Linked DNA regions of Mus musculus: region 2 is linked to region 1. A link is a contact called in public HiChIP or PLAC-seq data. All regions are on one chromosome and are shown on one strand. Each heading gives the region's core, a stretch centred on a gene start, on an enhancer-like site or on the middle of the called end of the contact. The rest is flanking DNA. Distances are from core to core; before and after follow the strand shown. Region 1 overlaps Gm38937 (a long non-coding RNA gene). Region 2 has its middle 33 kb from the start of Ypel2.

Region 1 (3,607 bases), core at 557-3,056:
ATCACTAGAATTATAAGCACATGCTACCACACTGACATTTTCATGTAGGTTGTGGGGTTTGATCTTGGGTCCTCCTGCTTGCAAGGCAATCCCTTTACTGATTGAACCATCTCCACAGCCCCTGAGACTGGTAATCTCTAGAAGCTAGAGGTCTTCTAATCTTGAAAGACTTTGTGCCTCTCTAACCCCAGGGCTTCCATCATGAACACTACCACATCCAACTTGTCTGGTGTTGTCTTGCTGTGCATGCAGATGTCCAGCTCCTGGGTTTCTGTGCTCCAGCCCTACGACTAGGGTCTACACAAACTTCCATAACCTCAAGTAACCCTGGGCCAATACTGAATACTCCTTTCCAAGTCACACGACCAGATGGTCCCAGGGGAAATTCAGTTCTCTGTGTGTTTTTATTTCCAAATGAAGGCTCTCTTCAGACAACAGAACAAATGTGCCAACATCCTGTTCCAAAACCCAGAAAACACAAATTCCCAAGAACCACCAGCCCTTTAGTCAGTCTGGCTCAAAGAGAAAGCTATTACTAATTCAAGATCCCGTAGCCTTACCTCCTCTTGCCTCACTGGTAGTAACACTGCACAAAACATGTAAAGAACTGAGTCATGCTATCATCCTGTCGATGGCTTAACGATTAGAAGTGTGAGGGACTGCCCTTCAGTCTGACCTTCATTGACATAGTAAACTATGTCTTTGGCTTCCAGTGGGGATGGCAGTGGGGGTGGAAGGGAGTGACTCAAGGTTCTAGGCTAGTATTATGTGGTGATGATTTTGAATGGCTTCTCTAAAATACTTCATTGAGTACTGCCTAAATAAACAAGATGATCTAAAGCCTGGCATAAGGAGCCAGTGCTGTGTTGAAATCTATGCACTTGGACCCAGACCAAGGACCGTCCCATAGAATCCCTGAGAAACAATCCTCTTGAAGATGATCATTTATTCCTACCCAGGGCTACGGATACTGATTCTTTTGCACAAAGGAACTTCACACAGGTTCCCTAATCCTTACTCTGGCTATCATTTAAGTGATCCATGAAGGACCTGTGATCTGCTCAAAGCCAGCCCTGTTCACTCCCTGCCCTGTCCTGTACTCAGAGCTCCTGAATCAAACAAGTAGCCTCTAGCTTTCTCTTCCACAGTGGATGGAAGGCTTCTCTGAAGTATAAGGTTTACCCCACCCCATCATGGTAAAGGTATCATTTTTATAGAATGTATGCCATGTATCATTATAATCCCTTTCTTGTAAGGGAAGTTTATTAGAGTTAAACTGCTGGTTGCTGGCCAACCAATGTATTAATAGTTCTTGGTCAAGTGCCAATCCTTAGTTTAATCAGCTGCCTTGACCTCAGGAGATGGGGAGGGTCATGTGGTGTTAAATGGGACAACCTGTTACTCGTGTTCCTGAGGGCAGCTAGTGCAGAAAGCACTGAACAACTTATCCACGAGCCTCACGCGAACAAGCACACGTAGTAAGTCAGAATGTGCTTGAGTCGATTTCGTAATTATTCAGCTGACATCTTTCTTTCTCTGACTGGAGAAGAAGGCACACGGGTGCACCCAGTAGGTGCTCAATGGCTAATTTTCAATGAAAGGAAAAAAAAATCCCTGACTAAAGCTGGCAATCGGTGGAGTAGAGAGAAGTTGGAAATATCAGGAGAGGAATGTAATGAATCAAAGGTCTGACTGAGTCAGGTTATGAGTAAGCCAAGTTATGAATAAGCAGAGCCAACAGTGTGTAAAAATACCCACAGTGTAAATGACACGAGAGCTAGGCAGTAGTGAGCAGAAGGCATGGCAGGCACAAGGGAGGACTGAGTCACCTCGGAACTCATTCCTTGAGGCCAGAGCTTCCTTCCTACTCAGCGCTTCCTGACTCTAGTAGCCTGTCTTCCCTAGGGTCCTGTGAACATGGACTCTTACAATAAAACTCCCTGAGGCTAACCTGATGAACTGGCACTTGTTGGTCATCTCAGCTCTGGAAGATCAATTAGTATTACTTAGCTCGTGAAGTCATCACCCCTTTCAGCAGACTGGCAGTCAAGCTGTGTGGAAACTTAGACATGTTTTTATTCAAAGTGGAGATACCACCTTAGACTCAACCTAGACCCCCTATATAAATAAACTTTATTTTAATTATATTTAAGCTGGGCATAGTAGTGCATGCTTTTAATCCCGGCACTCGGGAGGCAGAGGCAGGCGGATCTCTATGAGTTTGAAGTCAGCCTAGTTTACTGGTCTGCGATGAGTTCCAGGACAGCCAGAGCGCCAGAGCTATGTAGTGAGACCCTATCTTTAAAACAAAACAAAACAAAGAGAAAAAAGAAAAAGAAAAAAATGATTTTCTTTTCAAGATAGGATCTCACTCTGCACCCTGGCTAGCCTGGAGCTTGCTATGTAGAACAGGCTCACCTCAGACTCACAAGTATCCTGTTTCTACCTCCCAAATGCCGGCATTAAAGACATACATCACTACTCCTGGCCGTAACATACTATATTTATCTCTGTTTCAGTGGAATTTTTATCCTGCTGAAGCAAAAGCAAACAAATTTGCTCTATTGTACCTTCATCTTTAAATTAAACATTAGTAAGAAAAATTAAATATTACTTTAGAATAATTTTAGGGGATATTATGAAGATTGACCATCTTCATCATTACCGATGTTAACTTCTAGACTTCTGTGCATTATTAATTACTTAATGACAACCCACCAAGCTGTAAGTTCCCTGACAGTCTTGAGTCCTTTTTGGTATCTAAATCTCTTTATTTACTATTGCTGCTTTAACAAGTTACCATATGTTGACTTGCCTAAATGGCACAAATTCATTATCTTGTAGTTAGTGGGGTAGGAGTTGGATACAGACCTGACTGGGTTCAAACCAAGGTATCATCAGAGCTGCTTGCTTTTTCTGGAAGCTCTAGGGAAGGCGCCTCACTTTTTCTCAGCTTCTACAGGCTTCTGGCTCCCTCCTTCACTTCCAAAGCCAGCATGCTGCGCCTTGTTTGTGTTACATATCTGACCCTCTTTCATGGTCCCTTCTCCCTCCAACTGATGTCAGCTGGCAAAGGTTCTCTGTGGGGATTCCAGAATAATCTTGCAACGTCCCTTAGCCTTAATTACATCTGTAAAATCCCCTTTGTAACATAATATATTCACCGATTACCTTGGATTAGGACACACATCTTTTAGGGAAGCAATTATTCTGCCCCGCACACTGTAATTACCAATCCTTCTGTGGTCTGATAAGAACATCTAGGATCATGACAGCATTCAAGATGCGTCTCAAAAGCACAAATTGCTAGAAAGAAGAAACCTCATGATAAATAAAATCTAGTCCTTTCCATTGGAGACCAGCAGAAGTGGTTATGTTGGCTCAAGCAGGCAATCTCAGTTTGGCAAGGAGAGAGGAGGATCCAGAATGTGAGGGTAGGCTAGCCTGTGATACACAGTGAGACTGTCCAAACAAACAAACAAGGAGAAGAAAGGAGGAAAGAAATCAGTAGAAACTGTGATTAGCGTCAATGTGCTTGTGCAGTGAGATTTATATTAACTTCTACAGGGATCCTTTCCAATAGATATTAACTTCATTTTATAGCCAA
Region 2 (3,607 bases), core at 536-3,035, 650 kb before region 1:
TACAGGCCATTGTGAGTGTTGGGAACCCAGGTCCTCTAGGAGAGCAGAGAGTGCTCAGAACAGCTGAGTCACCTCTCTAGCCCCATGCTTGGATCTTCTCAGTCTTTTCATGAACTGTGGTTTTTCTTACTTATCTGTAGTTGACCATTCAACAATAACAGAGTACAGAAAGGCAGGCAGATAGCGGGGTTTAATTTGTTTCTGTGTCGTTGTTTGTTTTGTTAATGGTGGGATGAGGTGAGGTCTCACTCTGTAGCTCTGGCTGGCCTGGCACTTGCTCTGTATCCCAGGCTACCATTGAATTTGTAGCATTCCTCTTGACTCCATCCTGAGTGCTTGAAATACAGGTGTATGCCACCACATTCGACTTGCAATACTGTCCTATCCTATGAAAAGTCCCCAATTTGAGTTGAAAAGGGGACCACCCCTGTGTGTCAAATGTACTTGCTAGTCTCTGATGATTCTTTGACTTTTTCTTTTTAATTTGCATTGGTGTTTTGCCTGCATGTATGCCTCTTCGAGGATGTCAGATTTCCTGGAACTGGAGTTACAGAAGTTATGAGCTGTCATGTAGGTGCTGGGAATTGACCCTGGGTCTTCTGGAAGAGCAGTCAGTGCTCCCAACTTCTGAGCCATCTCTCCGTTTTTGTTTTTAAATGAAGAAAGAGAATCTTAAGACCAAAAAACAAGCCGGGCGTGGTGGCGCATGCCTTTAATCCCAGCACTCGGGAGGCAGAGGCAGGTGGATTTCTGAGTTCGAGGCCAGCCTGGTCTACAAAGTGAGTTCCAGGACAGCCCGGGATATACAGAGAAACCCTGTCTCAAAAAAAACAAAACAAAACCAAAAAAAAAAAAAAAAAAAGACCAAAAAATAATGCCAGGGATGGTGGCTCAAACCCATAATTCCAATATTTGGGACACTGGGGTAGAAGAATTGTCATAGGTTTGAAGGCAACCTGGGCTACACAATTAGCCTTAGACTAGCCTTGGCTACACAGTAAGATCCTATTCCAAAAATAAAAACAAGACCATTAAAAAAAAAAAAAGCCAAAAACATTAAGCTGGGCAGTGGTGGCACACGCCTTTAATCCCAGCACTGTGGAGGCAGAGGCAGGCAGATTTCAGAGTTTGAGGCCAGCCTGGTCTACAAAGTGAGTTCCAGGACAGCCAGGGCTACACAGAGAAACCCTTTCTCAAAAACAAAAAACAAAAAAAACAAACAAAACAAAACAAAACAAAAAACACATGAATTTTATGTTTGTTTTTGCTTGTTTAGACAGGGTTTCTCTGTGTTGTCCTGGCTGCTCTGGAACTTGTTCTGTAGACAAGGTTGGCCTCAAACACAGAGATCTGCCTCTGTCCCTGCCCCTGCCTCGTCCCTCCATGTGCTAAGATGTCCCACTATGTCTGGCTAAACGTCTGTGAATCTTAACACTTAGAACTGGCATGTTACTTTTTTAAGAATTAAATTTATTTTCTTTCATGTATACAAATGCTTGTCTGCATGTGCCTGGTGCCCTTGGAGTCAGAAGAGAGCACCATACCCTCTGGACCTGGAGTTACAGAGAGCTGTGACAGTGTTTGTGAGCCACTATGGAACTATCCTTGAGACCAGAAAGAGTGAGGTTAGTGTTTATTCTCCGAGGCCTCTCTCTTGGATTACTTTGGGCTAACGTCCTGTGCCAGAAGGACAAGCTTATTTGGAGACATCTGTGTGCCCAGGGCAGCCTTCCTCTTAGGTTCTAGTAGCAAGCAATGTCCTCCACTCGGAGGTGAGGGCCACTGTTCCTGCTTGAGCTTGAGGTTCCTCCACGCCCATGCAAATGACCTCCTGTTAAACAACTGTCACCATGCCTACTTGCCTATGTCTTCATTTCCTGCTTGTTCTCTGGCCAACTCATCTGGGAAGTTAGCCAAAAGAAATGTCCCTGGATATTTTTCTTGCTCTTTCTTTTCCTTCCTTCTCTTCCTTTCTTACCCTGCCCTCCTCTCCTTCCTTCCCTTCTCCCTCATCTCTTTCTTTTCTCTCTCTCTTTCTCTCTTGACCCAAGCCTGGCCTTGTACTCCTGATCCTCTCCCTCTATTTCCCAAGCAATGGGAGTACAGGCATGCTCTTCCACCCCTGGTATTTATAAGGAGCTGGGAATCCGATACATGGCAGAGTGATGGGGTGGTAGGATGCTAGGCCAGCATGTGAGAGGCCCTAAATTCAATCTCTAGTACTTACAAACAATCTAAAGAAGGAAAGCAAACAAAGTTGGCAACAGGCTTGACGAATCCCTGAGCAGGTAAAACCAGCTAGTCTTCGGGCCGCCTAACGTGATCTCAACCTTTTGTGATTTGCAAACATGGTCAGCTCTTATTAATGCTGTAAAAAGGAAAAGGGCAGAAATTGCCTAGCATGGCGGCACATGCCTTTAATCTCAGCATTCAGGAGGAGGGGCAGGTGGATCTGTGTGAGAGTAAGGGTAGCCTGGTCTACAGAGTGAGTTCTAGGACAGCCTGGTCTAAAGAGTGATTTCTGGAACAATCAGGGCTACACAGAGAATCTCTGTTTTGAAAAACAAAAACAAAACAAAACAATTTAAACAAACAAACAAACAAAGGCAGAAGCAGAAACTGTGCCTCACATATATAAATAATCCTGGCACTCTGGAAGTCTGAAGCAGGAGGATTTCTACAAGTTTGAGGGCAGTCTGGGTTACATGGTGAGTTTGAGACCAGCATAGCAATGTTTCAGGTGAGTTTGAGTTACATAGTAATATTCTGTCTCAAGGAAATAAGTGTAAGTATACCTTAAATAAAAATTTAAAATTAAAAATAAAATAATAAAAAGTTTACCAGTAGTGAAGCAGTAATTCTTAGTACTAACATAATGTCCTCGGGTGTGCTGCCAATGTTCCTTGCAAATGTTCTTCCCAGCCCCTCCTCCTCCACAGAGCATCCTCTTCCCTTTTGGTCGGGCACATGACTATAAGTCATCATTTTGTAGGCCATGTGATTCTGAAATAAACATTTAGAAACCATCTGGAATTACAAGGATTTCCCAATCCTGGGAAAGTGAGGCAGGAAGATGATGAATTTAAAACCAGCTTTACTTGAAGAGCGAATTCAAAGTCAGATGTGCCTATGTGGGTCCCTGCCTCAAAAAGCCAAAATGAGGGCTGGGGAGACAGACAGCTCAGGAGAGGGCTGGGGAGACAGCTCAGGAGAGGGCTGGGGAAACAGACAGCTCAGGAGAGGGCTGGGGAGACAGCTCAGGAGAGGGCTGGGGAGACAGCTCAGGAGAGCACCTGAGTTCAATCCCTGGAACTCAAGTGAAAAAGAAAAAAATCAAGGCTATTTGACCACCCTGTAACCCCAGCACTGGGAGGCTGAGACAGGAGGAGCCCTATGGCCAGTCAGTCTACCCTAATTGTAAGCTCCAGGCCAATGAAGAGACCCTGTCTTAAAAAGTAAGGTGGGGTCTGGGGAGATGGCACAACAGTTATGAGTGTGTGTGTGTGTGTGTGTGTGTGTGTGTGTGTGTGTGCACATATATGTGCAGATGTGTGTGCCTGTCCTTGCATGTAGAGGGCAGGAAAAGTGTTGGAAGTTTTTCTCTTCA

The links. HiChIP or PLAC-seq counts read pairs in DNA pulled down with a chosen protein or histone mark.
Region 2: a contact with region 1 is called in an HNF4G HiChIP or PLAC-seq map of pancreatic cancer cells. The contact joins two enhancer-like sites. A contact is called at or near these places in 1 of 484 Hi-C or Micro-C datasets (the N1E-115 cell line) and 1 of 115 datasets of contacts at active chromatin or transcription factors (pancreatic cancer cells).

Annotation. Positions count from the first base shown.
Region 1 is chr11:86,378,805-86,382,411 of GRCm38.p6, reverse strand. All of the region lies in intron 1 of Gm38937 (a long non-coding RNA gene), which reads left to right. Among named protein-coding and RNA genes, the nearest start is that of Gm38937, 3.5 kb to the left of the region's middle. Within about 2 kb of position 1,806, at least 81 of the 459 cell types and tissues checked have an H3K27ac peak or open chromatin away from gene starts, as enhancers often do. A contact at or near this core is called in pancreatic cancer cells, where this site is marked.
Region 2 is chr11:87,024,924-87,028,530 of GRCm38.p6, reverse strand. No RefSeq gene overlaps it. Among named protein-coding and RNA genes, the nearest start is that of Ypel2, 33 kb to the right of the region's middle. Within about 2 kb of position 1,785, at least 91 of the 459 cell types and tissues checked have an H3K27ac peak or open chromatin away from gene starts, as enhancers often do. A contact at or near this core is called in pancreatic cancer cells, where this site is marked.